Linked DNA regions of Mus musculus: region 1 is linked to region 2. The links are chromatin contacts, called in public promoter capture Hi-C maps. All regions are on one chromosome and are shown on one strand. Each heading gives the region's core, a stretch centred on a gene start, on an enhancer-like site or on the middle of the called end of the contact. The rest is flanking DNA. Distances are from core to core; before and after follow the strand shown. Region 1 holds the start of Gemin6 (gem nuclear organelle associated protein 6). Region 2 overlaps Prkd3 (protein kinase D3).

Region 1 (3,739 bases), core at 139-2,638, 1.2 Mb before region 2:
TCTGCCTTCTCAGCTTGGATATCCGGGGCCAGTACATAGGATTGTCATTTCACAAAATTAAGTTGCATACTCACTTGGCAGAGACTGGATCTGTGGTTAGAAGCCATCCTTTATACTCCTTCTCACAGGCTATCACTCTCACTTCTTTATAAACGTAATCTTCCCATTCTAAGGGGCTTTTCTTCATCCATTCGCTCATGGTTACCAGTTGCCCAGATCTAGAACCATTATCAATTTGGGTTAATCACTATGGATATTCCACACAAGCAAATGTCTTTTTTTAAAAATATTTTTAAAGATTCATTTATTTATTATATGTAAGTACACTGTAGCTGTCTTCAGACAATCCAGAAGAGGGAGTCAGATCTTTTTACGGATGGTTGTGAGCCACCATGTGGTTGCTGGGATTTGAACTCTGAACCTTTGGAATAGCAGTCAGTGCTCTTACCCACTGAGCCATCTCACCAGCCCAAGCAAATGTCTTAATGATCGCCATTCTGTAGGCAGTCTGTAATTTGCCTGAAAATAACGAGTTTCTTAATGCAAGTAAGCACTGATACATAGAGCCAGTCTTAACTCACACCTACAGTCCCTACCTACTAGTAGTGCTGAGACCAGCCTGGTAACATAGTGTGCCGTCTCAGATCTCAGAAGAACAAGCAAAACGCCCATCTGGGGTATAAGAAACTGATACTATCTTTGGAGAATTCTTGAGAATGTTTTGTTTAGTATATCTGGGAAGGGGTATTTATAATTCAGACTGATGGTAATAGTGAATGGCCACAGGTACAATTCTTAAAACTCCTGTGGCATGTCTAGTCCCACCCTCTGCTCCCAATTCCGGATACCGCTTTCAACCTGGCTTTGAACCTGGCCCGTAGATAACTCAAACTCTTCGGGGCTGGAGAGATGGCTCAGCGGTTAAGAGCACCGACTGGGAGGTCAATTCCCAGCAACCACATGGTAGCTCAAAACCATCGGTAATGGAATCCGATGTCCTCTTCTGGTGTGTCTGAAGAAAGCAGTGGTGTGCTCATATACAATAAAGAAATCTTTTTTAGAAAAAAGAAGAAGCAGCCACTTCCGTTCCGCTTTCCTTAGATAAAAGGATTTCGCCCTAAACCCCTGACAGACATAACTGATGCGGAGTTCTCGGATTCCCACCTACTCTTTCTAGATGACTCTCCACGGGCTTTGCGCCAATTTTCTCGTAAAGCGCTGAGGACCCGTTAGCGAAGCTCTAGAGCTCCAACACCAGGTCCTGTCCAGAGGCCGCCATACCCAGAACTCTGCACGACTCAGGGAAACGCCGCAGAGACCCTGGCTATATTTCTACTTAGCTCACACGCCGCCGAGCGGGCTTGAGTCGGCCCGCCTGAGCCCAGCATGCTTTGCTCCTGACGTCATTTCCTTCCCCCAGAATCCTCCATCCTGTAGTCCTTTGCCTCCGTTCTTGCACTGCAGGTTGTGTCCAAGGGAACTTGAGTTCTCCTGGCCACCGTGAACGTCTCAAGAAATCTTTGTAAGAGGAAAATGTTCGTACCTCAAAGCTTTTTAAGTGGGGTATGAAAATGCGATTTTGCCCTGAATTCAACACAAAGCTCTCTGGGTAAACCTTAAGGCTCTAAAAGCCGAGGTGAATGGCATGAATTCTGGTCTAGCTCGTTTTGGAGCCGGTTAAAATGCGTGCACCTTTGGGGACGTGTTCTCAGTAAATCTCAAGAACAGTGGTGAAGTTGGGAAGATCAGCACTGGATTTTTTTTTTTTTTTTTTTTTCGAGACAGGGTTTCTCTGTGTAGCCCTAGCTGTCCTGGAACTCACTCTGTAGACTTCGCCTGCCTCTGCCTCCCAAGCAGCACTGGATTATGTTGTTTCTGCTTCAGATTTCTGGGCACGTAGCTGACTGGGCTCTGACATACTGCAGAATCTTCGAGACTGTGATACTGAAAAGTGGTGCAAGGCAGTAAATGCTAAGATTCTGCCTATACTGAAAAGAGAAAAAAACAACCCTCTCCCCCGCCAAGACAACAACTACAACAAAAAAACCCACCAAGGGCGATGAACAAAAACTGAGCTATAAAATTGTCAAGCCAGAGGTGGGCGTGGTGGCGCACGCCTTTAATCCCAGCACTCGGGAGGCAGAGGCAGGCGAATTTCTGAGTTCGAGGCCAGCCTGGTCTATAAAGTGAGTTCCAGGACAGCCTGAGCTACACAGAGAAACCCTGTCTCAAAAAAAAAAAAAAAAAAAAAAAAAAGATTGTCAAGCCAAGCAGCAGAAACATTAAATATGAATCGGTTTTTTAAAATTACTACTTGAAATTCCATATCAAATAATCCTTCCCAAAACCTTCATTTATTGAATGATTGACTTCATATTAATGAGATTTCATGGATTAAGTTAGAGTTTATCAGTTAAAACCCTCTATAAAGCTACAAGAGCTAATGTAAATTCCAAGTTATTAAGAGTGTGGGAGAAAATGTTTGACCTTTAAAACTACAGAATAAAAATCTACAACTGATTTGTGACAACTGTTCAGTTGCATTTTAAGTTTCATTCTTTACTGCAAACCTGTTTGGCTTATGTTTTCTTCCCCTTTTGAAACAAGGACATGTCCCTACTCTGTCCAAATTATCAGAAATTTAAGTTGCATTTGGGCCACATGTGGTGCATAGGACTTTAATCCAAGCTTGTGGAAAGCAGAGGTAGGCAGGGAGTTTGGGATCAATTAGTCTACATAGTGAGTTCTAGGCCAGCCCTGCTACAAAAAAAAAAAAAAAAAAAAAATTAAAAAAATTTAAAAATCAGTTGCAACTAGATACAAGATATTTAAACTATTCTAGCTTTTTTTTTTTTTTTTTAAATTCGAGACAGGGTTTCTCTGTGTAGCCCTGGCTGTCCTGGAACTCACTCTGTAGACCAGGCTGGCCTCGAACTCAGAAATCTGCCTGCCTCTGCCTTCCAAGTGCTGGGATTAAAGGTGTGCGCCACCATCACCCGGCTTCTAGCTTTTCTAATTCACTCAATTAGTACCAGCCAATTGAAATGTCTCTTCTTTATGTATATGCTTAGTAGTCATCAAGATTATATTGATGAATGCTAGGAATGGCTCCATTAAAAAAAAAAAAAAAAGCCCGGTATGGCTCATTTGCAATTTCATGGCTGGGAAGTGGAATCAGAAGGACCCGTGGGGCTCACTAGTCTAATTGTAAAATCCTGAACCAAAGAGACACTGTCTCAAAGAATGTGGGTGTATTTCCTGAAAATGACACCTGAGGTTGCCCTACACACACACAGAAGGAAACAAAAAAATCCGATCTAGAAAAAGAATACATTAAGGGGCTGGAAAGAGATGGTTCAGTGGCTAGGAGCACTGGCTGTTCTTTAGAGAGCCGGGATTTCCCACATGACTGCATACAAAAATGTCAAACTCCCAGGAGATGACACCCTCATTTGGCCAGCAGGGGCACCAGCCACCATAGTGGTGCTCATATGGTGCTCAGACATACATGCAAGCAAAACACCCATACACATACAACATATATATATATATATGTATGTATGTATGTATTCACACACACATATATGTGTGTGTATATATATATATGTATATATATATATTATATATATGAATGAATACATTGGGCTGGGGTGATGGCTGTTAGTAAAGTGTTTGCTTGCACTGGAAGCATGAGAGCCTGCGTTCATATACCCAGCACCAACATCAGAAGCCAGATAAG
Region 2 (3,640 bases), core at 1,037-3,536:
CTATAATCACTGTGCTCTGAAGGCTGATGCAGGAGGATCTTGAATTTGAGGCTAGCCTGGGCAAACATAATGATGCACTCTCAGCAGGGTGGGGGAGGAAGGAAAGGGGTAAAAAAAAAAGAATTATTCAGTTTTCTATTAGCACTTCAAATGCTCCTTTTACTGGTGTGGAAAGTTACAGAGTTTGCTGATATCACTTGTGTAACTTATTTAACCTTTTATTGAGCTACATGTGTGAGCTCGTGATTTATTAGAAAGAGTTCAGTGTATTCCTCAGAAGGTTGGTTTGTTGGGTTATTTTAGATTAATGGTGACAATATGTGAGTTTAGAATCTCATAATTTTGAGTTCAGCTGAGTTAGCTAGTCAGTTAATTACTATGGTTGAGCAGTAGCTAAGTAAATGCTTTTTTATAAAATTTCTGTATACTTAGGACTATTATCAGATACAGTGAAATCAAGATATTCTAGTGTTGACTTTACATCTCCCATGATTAAACTACCAGGAAGAACCTGTAGAACCAAAAGGGATAGTAACAATTAAGTGAGATTATAGAAGGCCATATTATATTAGAAGAGGGACGGGAAAACCAACCTAAAGTGCACAAATAATTCCATTAAGGCAAAAGGAGTCAAATGGGGCTGGAGAGGTGGCTTAGCTATTAGGAACACTGGCTGCTCTTCCAGAGGACGGATTAAATTCCCACACTCACATGCATGGTTGGCAGCTCACAACCATGTATAACTCCAGTCTCAGGGGATCCAATATCCTATTCTGATCTCCAAGAACACCAGGCACACATGTGGAACATAGACAGACAGACATGCAAGTAAAACATCCATATACATAAGATAAAATAATAATAGAGGAAAGGGGGATAGAGAAATGGTATATCAGTTGAGAGTATTTGCTGCTCTCCCAAAGAACTAGAGATTATTTCCCAATATTTCTAGCTCTGGGAAATCTGACACCCTCTCCTGGTTTCTTCACAGACCAGCACACATATAATGTACACACACACACACACACACACTCATTCAAGCACTTCATACATTCACACACACTTAAACACTATATACCTGCACATACACTCAAACACTATACATACACTCAGACACACGTACAACAAATAAAGTAATAATGAATCTTTAAAAATCTTTTTAGAAAAGAATAGGACTTAGTGATAATTATCTCAAGTATAATAAAATTTTAAACTTTAAAAAAAAATATTTTTAGGTCTGGAAAGATGGCTCAGTGGTTAAGAACACTGGCTGCTTTTTCAGAGGACCCAGTTCAATTCCCAGCACCCACATGGAAGCTCACAACTGTCTGTAACTCCAATTCCAAGGGATCTGACACTCACACAGAAATACATGCAGGCAAAACACCAATCAATGCCCATTAAAAAGTAAATTGTTAAAAAATATTTTAAAGTGTCTTTTTAAAGGTAATATGAATGATTTATCTTTAAAAGGGACAAATAGTATATAATTTTTATTTAAGTTAAAGATCTTATTTTTTTTCCTGTGTGTTATTTGTTGTTTTTTCTTTTGTTTTTTGGGTCCCCCCTCGACATTGTTCGTTAGAAATTTATCTGATGTTGTTCTAAAGTCGTCAAGAGCATTAATTTCAAAAATCTGAAAAATAGAAAGGGAGATGCAGCTATTGGTGTTTGGTGCTACTGAAGCAGGAGTTAGGGAGTCTGGGAGACATTTATTTTAGGTATGTGCTGCAAAGGAGTCACGCAAAAAAAAAAAAGAAGAAGAAGAAGAAGAAAAGAAAAAAGGAAAACCTTTTGAAGGGAATCGTCTTCCCATAAATTGACATTGGAAAACCTGTTTTAAGTGCAGGTGGGACTTAATGCTGACCTCTACCCAGTAAGCTCCAGAGGGAGTAAGTTAAATGTGCAAACTGGGGTCAAAGGAGCATGAATATAAAACGGAGCTGGCTGAGTGCTCTGTGCCAGGATAACTCACTCTTAGGTCAGCAAACCATAATGTCAGCTATAAAAATAATAAGACAAAAAGCAACGTGGAAAACACAGCAAGTGTGATAAGATCAGTGCCCTCCCCCTACAAAGGGCTCACATGTTGGGGAGAAACACACTGACCACACTAAACACTGGGGCAGATGACACATTTCACAGGGTGATTCAATAAATTCATAAACAAGCACAGCAGAACATGGTTAAGGTCGAGTTTTTAAAGGACTACAGACTAGGAACTGTGTGTGCAACTGGAGTAAAGACAGAATAGTTTCTGGCGGCATACTGAAGAGTGTGGTTGAATCTCATGAAGTACAAGCGATTCACAGACTGTGCTAAGCACAAACCTGCTTAAACGCTGACAGACTATATCAGCATCAACAGCAAGATTTTTTTTTTCTCCCAAGAAATCCCTTTAGCTAGTAAATCATTTTTAGTTGAGTTTTGTTTAAAACTTAGATATGACCAAAAGAGGTCACTTTTTGAATTTCATCCAGGTTCATGACACATCCTGAGGGTGGGGTGAGGTGGAGTTTCTTTTGTTGTTGTTGTTAGCATAAGCCAAAACTTAGCTTCCTTTTTTTTTTTTAAGCTTTGAAAGTCTTCCAACGTATTACATTGAGGTCAGTGCTAGCTTCTTCGTGTCTTTCCTCAGAAATACCTTACTCTCAGTAAACATTTAGTACAGAACACATTTTATTTGCTTTTATACTAAAAACAAGGTCATGCAAATAGTGGGCATTTTCCTTCTTCTGTGTAAGAACATGTGTATATATGGGGCGCTGGCGATTGAACCCAGGGCCTTGTGCGTGCTAAGCGTGTACTCTACCACCGAGCTGCCCTCAAACTCCTAGATTCCTAGTGATTCATAGTTTACAAAGCAAAATGAACACGAGTGTGATTTCTACCTTCTAGGGATGTATATACTGAAGAGAAGGTGTGTTTGCAGGAAGCCCCAGGGAAGTCGTGGGACCCGGAAGACAGTCAGACCTTAGAATGCAGTCTGGCAGCAGTAGAAGTGGGGCTGAGCCAGGCGAAGTGTGTCAGCCAGACCAGCTGAGCGTCACATTACAAGCCTATGATAAACCTTTATAAAGAGTTGTTGTGATTAAAAAGAAAGTTCTTAGTGCAGTCCTGGGCCATAATGCTCAGAAAACATACCTGTGGCTTCAAAGACTCTAAATTTAGAAAGATCCTTGGTTCTATAGATGTTTTAAAACTTTAGTGAACATCAAAGTTGCAGCATTTAGTTGCCGTATGTCAACAAAACCATATATACATACATATTTTTTTAATTTTAGTTCTGACGTGTTTATTTAAACTGGGAGAGTTTATTCACAGTGTCTGGTATGTGATGACTACCTAGTGGATGTTAGCTCCCATGTTTACTTGATTTCATATTGATAAGAGGCTTAAAAAATACCCTCTAAAGCTACTCTTGCTATTAGTTTGTTGAATGAAAAAACTAGATGTAATTGGAATGAGAAAGGAAGTTGGTAGAAAGCAATTCATTTGAGTTATAATGGCATTTAGTAAAATTGAAATTCTGTCTGTTTTTAGGTGATTTAAAATACTTGGCTTTAGTTTTGATCATTTAAATACTAGATCTGAAGACCAAATATTCAGTGTACTTGAGGGGTGATTTGGTCTGTCTGAA

The links. Promoter capture Hi-C pulls out the DNA fragments that hold promoters and counts their contacts.
Region 1: a contact with region 2 is called in a promoter capture Hi-C map of liver, with 4 times the contacts expected there. The contact joins the promoter of Gemin6 here to the enhancer-like site in region 2. A contact is called at or near these places in 7 of 39 promoter capture datasets (the 3T3-L1 cell line, 3T3-L1-derived adipocytes, the HPC-7 cell line and 3 more), 1 of 484 Hi-C or Micro-C datasets (B cells) and 1 of 115 datasets of contacts at active chromatin or transcription factors (embryonic stem cells).

Annotation. Positions count from the first base shown.
Region 1 is chr17:80,222,100-80,225,838 of GRCm38.p6, reverse strand. It overlaps Gemin6 (gem nuclear organelle associated protein 6), which reads right to left and starts at 1,388. Exons shown (of 3, transcript NM_026053.4): 1 at 1,169-1,388; 2 at 75-218. The coding sequence starts at 199.
Region 2 is chr17:78,993,932-78,997,571 of GRCm38.p6, reverse strand. The region is part of intron 2 of Prkd3 (protein kinase D3); the gene reads left to right. The region is part of intron 5 of Gm41622 (a long non-coding RNA gene); the gene reads right to left. Among named protein-coding and RNA genes, the nearest start is that of Gm41622, 12 kb to the right of the region's middle. Within about 2 kb of position 2,286, at least 79 of the 459 cell types and tissues checked have an H3K27ac peak or open chromatin away from gene starts, as enhancers often do. A contact at or near this core is called in the HPC-7 cell line and liver, where this site is marked.